Linked DNA regions of Mus musculus: region 1 is linked to region 2. A link is a contact called in public HiChIP or PLAC-seq data. All regions are on one chromosome and are shown on one strand. Each heading gives the region's core, a stretch centred on a gene start, on an enhancer-like site or on the middle of the called end of the contact. The rest is flanking DNA. Distances are from core to core; before and after follow the strand shown.

Region 1 (3,552 bases), core at 268-2,767, 440 kb before region 2:
CAGATCCCAGTAAGAGACCTTGTCTCCCCAAAAGGTGTACAAGCTCCTGAGGAACGACGGAGTGGATCTCACACGGAATTGAGAAGCGCTGCTCTACAGCGCCCCCGCCAGGTTCTGTGCAATGCTGGCAGCCAGAGCCTCTTCAGCAAAGGGGACCAAGAGAAGTCCGTTCCTTCTCGGTTTTGATGATGCAAACTGTTAAAAGACCTTTTTTTCTTATACGGTCCTTATCATATATCCAGCTAGTCCCCGCCTTCCTCCCGGACGCAGCACTTCAGTTCACCCCTCCCCCAATCCACTGACCCTCTACTCCCCTCTGCAACTCCATGACTAACTTCTGACACCCAGTTCTGAGCCCCCATCCCCCCACACCCCCACACCCCGCTTTCTACTACTGCCTCTTCTCCAGATACCGTTCTAGCTACCCAATCTGTTAAAACATGAATTCCCACCCCGGGGCCACCATACCCATCCATTCTTCCCCCACCAATGAACCGCCAGCTCTGCACATCTACCCAAGGAAAGGCCCAGGCCCTCTAGCCTGGGGAGATTCTAACCGAAAGGGTGAGGGTGCCTTTCATAACTAGCTACGCTGTCTATAAGGGCTGGCGAGCACCAGCTTCCTCCATCCCCGAGAGCCTGAGACTGAGGAGCCAGCAGCCTCTGCGCCTCAGGGCACTGCCTGCCTCCAGCTCCTCATGGTCCTCCAGAGGGTACCTTGAGGCCACACAAGTCTCTGTCTCCATAGTGGTCCGCACCTGAAGGCAGCCAAAGTCTCCTGAAGGGCAATAGCTTAAGCCACCTCCTGCTTGGTGACAGAATAAAACATAACTATCCAGCTGAGGGAACGGTCACAAACTCCAGGCCAACCTCCTTCTTATCCTCATTATCTTACTTTTTCATAGTTTTAATTTTTTTTCTTTCTTCTAAAAGTTTATATTCTGTGTGTGCGTGCACATGCCTGTATGCGCACACACATACACACACATGCACACTGTGTGGGTGCACCCTCACCGTCCTCCTTATTTATGACAGTCTCTCTGTTGTTTTTCTGACATATACACCAGGCTAGCTGGCCCTCAAGCTCCTGGTAATCCCCCTGTCTCTAACCCCTGTTTTACTATAAGAGCACTGGGATTTATGTCTGTTCTTAGATTCAGGGGATCCAAACTCAGGTTCTCGGGCTTGTGCAGCAAATCCTTTGCCATCCAACCCCAGCATTGGCCATCATTGAAAGTGGACACACACACACACACACACGCACACGCACACACGTACACGCACACCCCACAAGAACTATGTATTCTCTACTATAATTAGCATTTCAGTACATTACCTTTCTCGAACTCTAAAAGCTCAGTAATGAAAATAGTACACCCCAGATCCAAAATAGGCACAGATCAGTGGAACAGAGTAAGGAGCTGAGAAATAAACTGATTTTCCACAGAGATGCTGAGAACAGGGTGCAAAGGAGAGTCTCTTCCACAAATGTGCTGAGAGCTCTGGATTGTCTTAGGCAGGAGAATGAAGGCGCCCTCTCTTCTCACACCATGTACCTCATCTCAGGGTGGATTAAAGGCTGAAATCCTAGACCTGAAGCCACAAAACTACTAGACGAAAACATGACGAGATTTCTGACATCGATCTGGGCCATGTTTTTGTTTTGTTTTGTTTTTTGTTTTTTGGTTTTTTTTTTGGGGGGGGTGGCCATGATCCCAAGAACAAAGTGAATGAAAGCGAAAGAGAACAAGAGAGATTGTACAGTCACCTAAAAACCCCTGCACAGCAAAGCAAATAGCACAGGCAAGGCATCCCTGTGCACGGAGGGAAAAGAGCTGTGGGCTCCATACCCAATAAGGCTTCTTTGCAAACACCTCTACAGACGCCAAATGACTTAATCATGAAAACAAATACCCTGATTTAAAAATAGACAGAGGATCTGGGCAGGCGTTCTCAGAGGTATGATTAGGAATAGCCAAAGGGCATTTAGAAATTGGCTCAACACCAATAATAGCCGGAGAATAAACATTAAAGCCACAGAGAATGAAGGTCTCATACACATCAGAACAGCTATTATCAACGAAAAGAAAGGTAAGCGGTGGTGAGAATGGAGAGAAAATGGAACCCTCGAGCGTGCTCAGGAGGGATGAGAATTAGCCATCCTGAAGAACGATGCAGAGATTCCTCAAGAAACTAAAATCGCAACAACCACCGGATTCAGCAATCTCATTTCAGGTGGGTGTTTATCCAAAGGATGTCAGACTGGTATGTTGAAGAGACATCTACACTCAGCGTACGCCACAGCCAAGAGATGGCAGCGACCTTGTGTCCCTTAACAGTGGACAGTTGGATAAACATACAGGGCGTGGGTACAGAAGATGAGGTGCATATGAAAAGAACATACTAATCAGCTGGACAAACATGACGTCCTGTCATCTGCTGCACCGTGGATGAACCTGGAGAATGCCGTGTTAAGTGATAAAAAGTTGCCCACAGAAAAACAAACTCACTCTTATGCAGGCTCTAAAATCATCAAATGTGTACAAGCCCACAGTCAAATGGTAGGCGCTAAAGGCTCAACTTGACCAGGTTAAGGAGGCGTTGACCAAAGGACACGAAATTTCAGTGAAATTGGAGAACTAAGTTCAAGAGAGTTGTGTGTGTGTGTATATATATATATATATATATATATATATATATATATCACAATGACCACAACATGCTTAAAGCAGCTTAGTAGCAGCATGCTATAAGTTTGAAAATTGTTAAGACAATACATTTAAATATTCTCTCTACAAAGAATTATAAAACATGAAGTAATATGCATCACAATGTAGCCATTCCGTGGTACCCATGTCTACTAAAACATTGAGTTTTTTGTGTAAGTCTAAGTGATTTTGTCAGTGACAGAATATTGCTGGATATGGTGGGACCCAACTTTAATCTCACCATCTAGGAGGCAGAGGTCGGCAAATCTCTGTGAGCTCCAGGAGAGCCAGGGATACAGTGAGACACTGTCTCAAAAAAATAAAAATTAAACAAAGTTATATCATTCCTAGGTATGTCTTCAAAGAATTCTATAACCTGCATATTCATATTCACTGATGTTTCATTCATAACAATTAGAAAACGGAAACAGCCCAGATGTCTATCAGTGGGTGCATAGATGTGGGTTAAAAGATGGCCCAGGACCGCTTGGGGCTTGGGCCGCTCGGCAAGGCAGGACAAGGGAAGTCTTGACTGCTCGTTCCCCATGGCGTCACAGGATGGGCGTTGGACTGTGAGAAGCCGAGGAACCCTGTTCCAGAGCTGCGGAAGCACAATCTAAGGTCCTGGGGGATTGCTGGATTTGCCTCGGGGGGGGGGGGGGGGCCAGGGATGGCAGGTTCTCAGACTCTTGGGCACCACAGATGCCGCTGGATGCCACAGAAGAGCTGAGAAAGGAGTGGGGACCCGCAGTCTGGCTCTAGCCCAGGGCCCAAGGGGAAAGGGGGGAGGAGAGCTCTGGCTGGGTCCCTTGGGGAGGAGCATCCTTGGCGGGGGCGGCTTAGC
Region 2 (3,804 bases), core at 574-3,073:
AAGAAATCTCAAGTTTTCCCTTCCGAAGTATCTGCAATTATTTAATTCTGCTACCTCCACAGATAAAGAATTGTTCTTAAGAACAGTAATAGTGATATTCTAAGACAGGGGCTATTTAGCCATGATTCATTGACAGGACAAATCTGCCCCCCCACTTTTTGTTTTTCATAAAGTTTTATGGAAACACAGGCACTATCTTCATTTACAAAGGGTAATGTAAATTAATGTATTGACTACGGTGGCTTTTGTTCTACAGTGGCAGAGCTCACCAAGTGTCTTCAGTAGACTATATAGTCCACAAAAATACTTACCATTCTGCCCTTATAAAGGGCAACCCTCACTAATACTACTACATTATAAAGGACAGGTGTGTAATAGCACACCTGCAACTCCAGTATTTGTGAGGCTAAGGCTATCCCATGCTACACAGTAATAAAACTGTGTCTCAAAACATGTCTAAAAAAATGTTAAAAAAAAAAAAAAAACCCTAATTCACAGCAGATGAACACAACTTGACCATTACTACACGTGATGTAACTCTGTCCTTGACTTTAACTGATGTGTGGGCAGGGCTTATAAAACCACAAATCCTCACGATTCAGACTATTTAGCCTTCTTTTTCTTTTTCTTTAAATTAGAAAATGATGGTTCGAGCCCTGCGATGGTGGCTCATACCTTTAATCCCAGAACTCAGGAAGCAGAGGTAGGTGGATCTCTGGGTTCGAGGCCAGCCTGATCTACATTGTGAGTTCCAGGACAGCCAGGGCAACACAGAGGAACCCTTTCTCGAAAAGCAAAAACAAAAATGGTTCCCTTTCAAAGGGATTTTGGGCCGTTTTACCCAATAAACATGCTTAATTTTACTTACTGATTTCCTTTGATTCTTGTCCAGAGATTCTAAGCTTGCATTCCTTTGCATAGTGTTTTTGAATAATCTCCCACAGGTCTGTATTGACCAGAGAATTTCTTCGGGTATGGTACCGAGTCCACGAAGAGACCCGGCGACGACAGAAGGGACAGCATAGATTGGCCTTTTCAACAGTGGACTGGAAGCATGGGTTACAGAGCGTGTGGTTGCAAGGTAGGGTTACAGGCTCTAGGAGGATTTCCATACAGATCCCGCACTGACATTCGGCTAAGGAAGGGATGGAGGTTTTAGGTGCAGCCATCTTCATATGCTAATGAGACCTACCCAACGTTAAAATCAGAAAGGGACTAAAGTCGTCTTTCGCCTAATCACGCCCAGAACGGAGAAAAGCAGCGAGCCGTTTGGTGTTTACTCTCACACACAGCAGCGGACTGAGATCCAGAAGGCCTGAGTTCCCACGGGCCCGAGACAAGCAGGAGCTGTGATGTCAGGTCAACAGTTATGCCCTGAGTCCAGCAAGGGAATGAAAGAACGTTCCTCCGGGAGTCGGCGGCCTCGGGGCGGAGAGTGGTTCTGTCTCCCCGCGCCACACAAGCGCTCATCCAGCTCCCCTTCTTACGCGGTGAGGACCCGCCTCTACGCGCGAGGCGGCCGGGCTTGCCAGAGCCGGAAGCCCGGGCACCGCCGCTCCCAGAGCACCCGGTACCGCCCGGAATCCGGGCTCGGGCCGCCGCGGGACTTCCGTCTCGCCGTTGCGGTGGAGGCAGCCCTCCAGTGCCCACGCTCCAGCTTCTGGAACACCTCGCGGTACCCCCCGGGTCCCGAGACCCAGCCGCTCGCACCCGCTGTCCTGCCAATCGGTCTACTGGCCGCGGCCGGAGCAGGTACCCGGGCTCCACGGACGTCACAATTCCCCGCCAAAACGGCACGTCTTCCCCCAAGGAACCGCTCAGTCGGGCGGGACTTCCGGGAGCTGCGTCTGCGTTCCCGCCTAGCCTGCTAGTAGCAACTCCTCCCGCTTTTGGTCGCTCGGCTACTGTAGGCTGCAGAATCTTGCTTACTCAAGTAACTCTCTAAACCAAGATCCGAACAGGAATTTTTGTAATTATTCTTTCAGTATTCTTTAGGCTACCCTTCTCCTAACAAAGCTTTCTAAAGTTCTTAGTGCTAAAAGAAGAAATTACAACAAATTTACCTTAAAGATTTTTCTTAGCATTTATTTGCAACACTAGCATTTTATAGAATGAGCAGCAGATATTGGCCTTATAGACAAGTGACGCTCAAGGAGAGCAGCAACAAAGAGTTACACCTGTGGTTTCAAAGAATCCTTGTAAAGGTTAAATAAGGTGGGGGTGATATCCTTATGGTACTGGCTAAAACAGCAATGTAGAGATTTGGCTGTTATTGCTTTCCCTCTTGTTTTGGGGGTGCTTGGCTTGGGCCCTCTACCCCAGACTTTAGCATGAGTAAATGCCTATTGGGTTTGGTATGTGGAGTCTGAAGAACTCAACAAGAGACCCATTTCTATAATCAATCCCAGCATTTGGGAAGTAGTCACAAAAGGATTATTATAAACTAGCCTTGGCTACATAACTGGTTCCAGGTCAACCTGGGCTATATGAGACCCTTCCTCAATTGGTCAGCTGGTTCCCAAAACATTGCAGGCAGAGGCAGGAGGGTCTCTGTGAGGTAGAGATCAGCCTGGTCTATACAGTGAGTTTAGTAAGAGACTCTGTTTCAAAAAGGAAGGAAGGAAGGAAGGAAGGACCTCTGAACTAGGCATGGACACGTGTGTCTTGTAATTGAGGCATTTAGGTAGCAAAGGCAGAGGCAGAAACAGGAGGACCTGGAGTTGGAGTCTGTGATGGTTTGCATATCCTTGGCCCAGGGAATGGGACTATTAGAAGGTGTGGCCCAGTTGGAGTAGGTGAGTCACTATGGGTGTGGGCTTTAAGACCCTCATCCTAGCTGCCTGGAAGCAGTATTCTGCTAGCAGCCTTCAGATGAAAATGTAGAACTCTCAGCTCCTCCTGCACCATGCCTGCCTGGATGTTGCCATGCTCTGGCACCTTGATAATGGATTGAACCTCTCAATTTGTAAGCCAGCCCTGATTAAATATTGTCATAAGAGTTGCCTTGTGGCCAGGCGTGGTGGCACACGCCTTTAATCCCAGCACTCGGGAGGCAGAGGCAGGTGGATTTCTGAGTTCAATCCCAGCCTGGTCTACAAAGTGAGATCCAGGACAGCCAGGGCTATACAGAGAAACCCTGTCTCAGAAAAACCAAACCAAAAAAAGAGAGAGAAAAAAAAGAAAGAGTTGCCTTGGTTATGGTTTCTGTTCCTCAGATCTGTGACAACTTGGCATTTATACTTCTTTCTGTGTCACAGTCCACTGAGGTCTTCAGCTTCCTTTCTAACGACTTAAGGCCCACAAGCTTGGCAGAAAGTAGCAAGACTGTCCTGGAGCTGTGGCTGAGACACTGACATAGGTGCTGGGAGTGGAACTCTGGTCCTCTGGAAGAACTATACATGCTCTCAGCCACTGAGTCATCTCTCCACCCCTATTATTTCATGCTTTCAATTGATTAATTGCCCTTCAAAAGGCATTCAAAATTCAAAATGTTCAAATTGAGCAAGCAGTCTGACTCTTCCTAGGGAAATATAAAGAAATGTCTGTTTCGCCTAGACAGGGCAAAGACAGACCAAAGAAGAGATTCCAACCAAGTCCAGCGTGGTGAACCAATGAGTTCATTGGTCTTACAGGAGCATGGGTGTGGGTTACTTACAGAGGCATGGATGACTTGAAGGCAAACCATCTAAAATCCCCACCTCCGTGTGGGGATGACCCCCAAAGCTGCACCACTGCATTCTGAACCCCAATCAACTGCCCACCTCCTGTACAGTCTAGCGTCCCACCTCCTGTACAGTCTAGCGT

What was found. HiChIP or PLAC-seq counts read pairs in DNA pulled down with a chosen protein or histone mark.
Region 1: a FOXA1 HiChIP or PLAC-seq map of pancreatic cancer cells shows a contact between it and region 2. The contact joins the enhancer-like site here to the promoter of Rnf168 in region 2. A contact is called at or near these places in 6 of 39 promoter capture datasets (the 3T3-L1 cell line, fetal liver, hippocampal neurons and 3 more) and 1 of 115 datasets of contacts at active chromatin or transcription factors (pancreatic cancer cells).

The regions. Positions count from the first base shown.
Region 1 is chr16:32,712,101-32,715,652 of GRCm38.p6, reverse strand. No RefSeq gene overlaps it. Among named protein-coding and RNA genes, the nearest start is that of Gm34766, 15 kb to the right of the region's middle. Within about 2 kb of position 1,517, at least 9 of the 459 cell types and tissues checked have an H3K27ac peak or open chromatin away from gene starts, as enhancers often do. A contact at or near this core is called in pancreatic cancer cells, where this site is marked.
Region 2 is chr16:32,275,480-32,279,283 of GRCm38.p6, reverse strand. Rnf168 (ring finger protein 168) reads right to left here and starts at 1,823. Exons shown (of 6, transcript NM_027355.2): 1 at 869-1,823. The coding sequence starts at 1,175.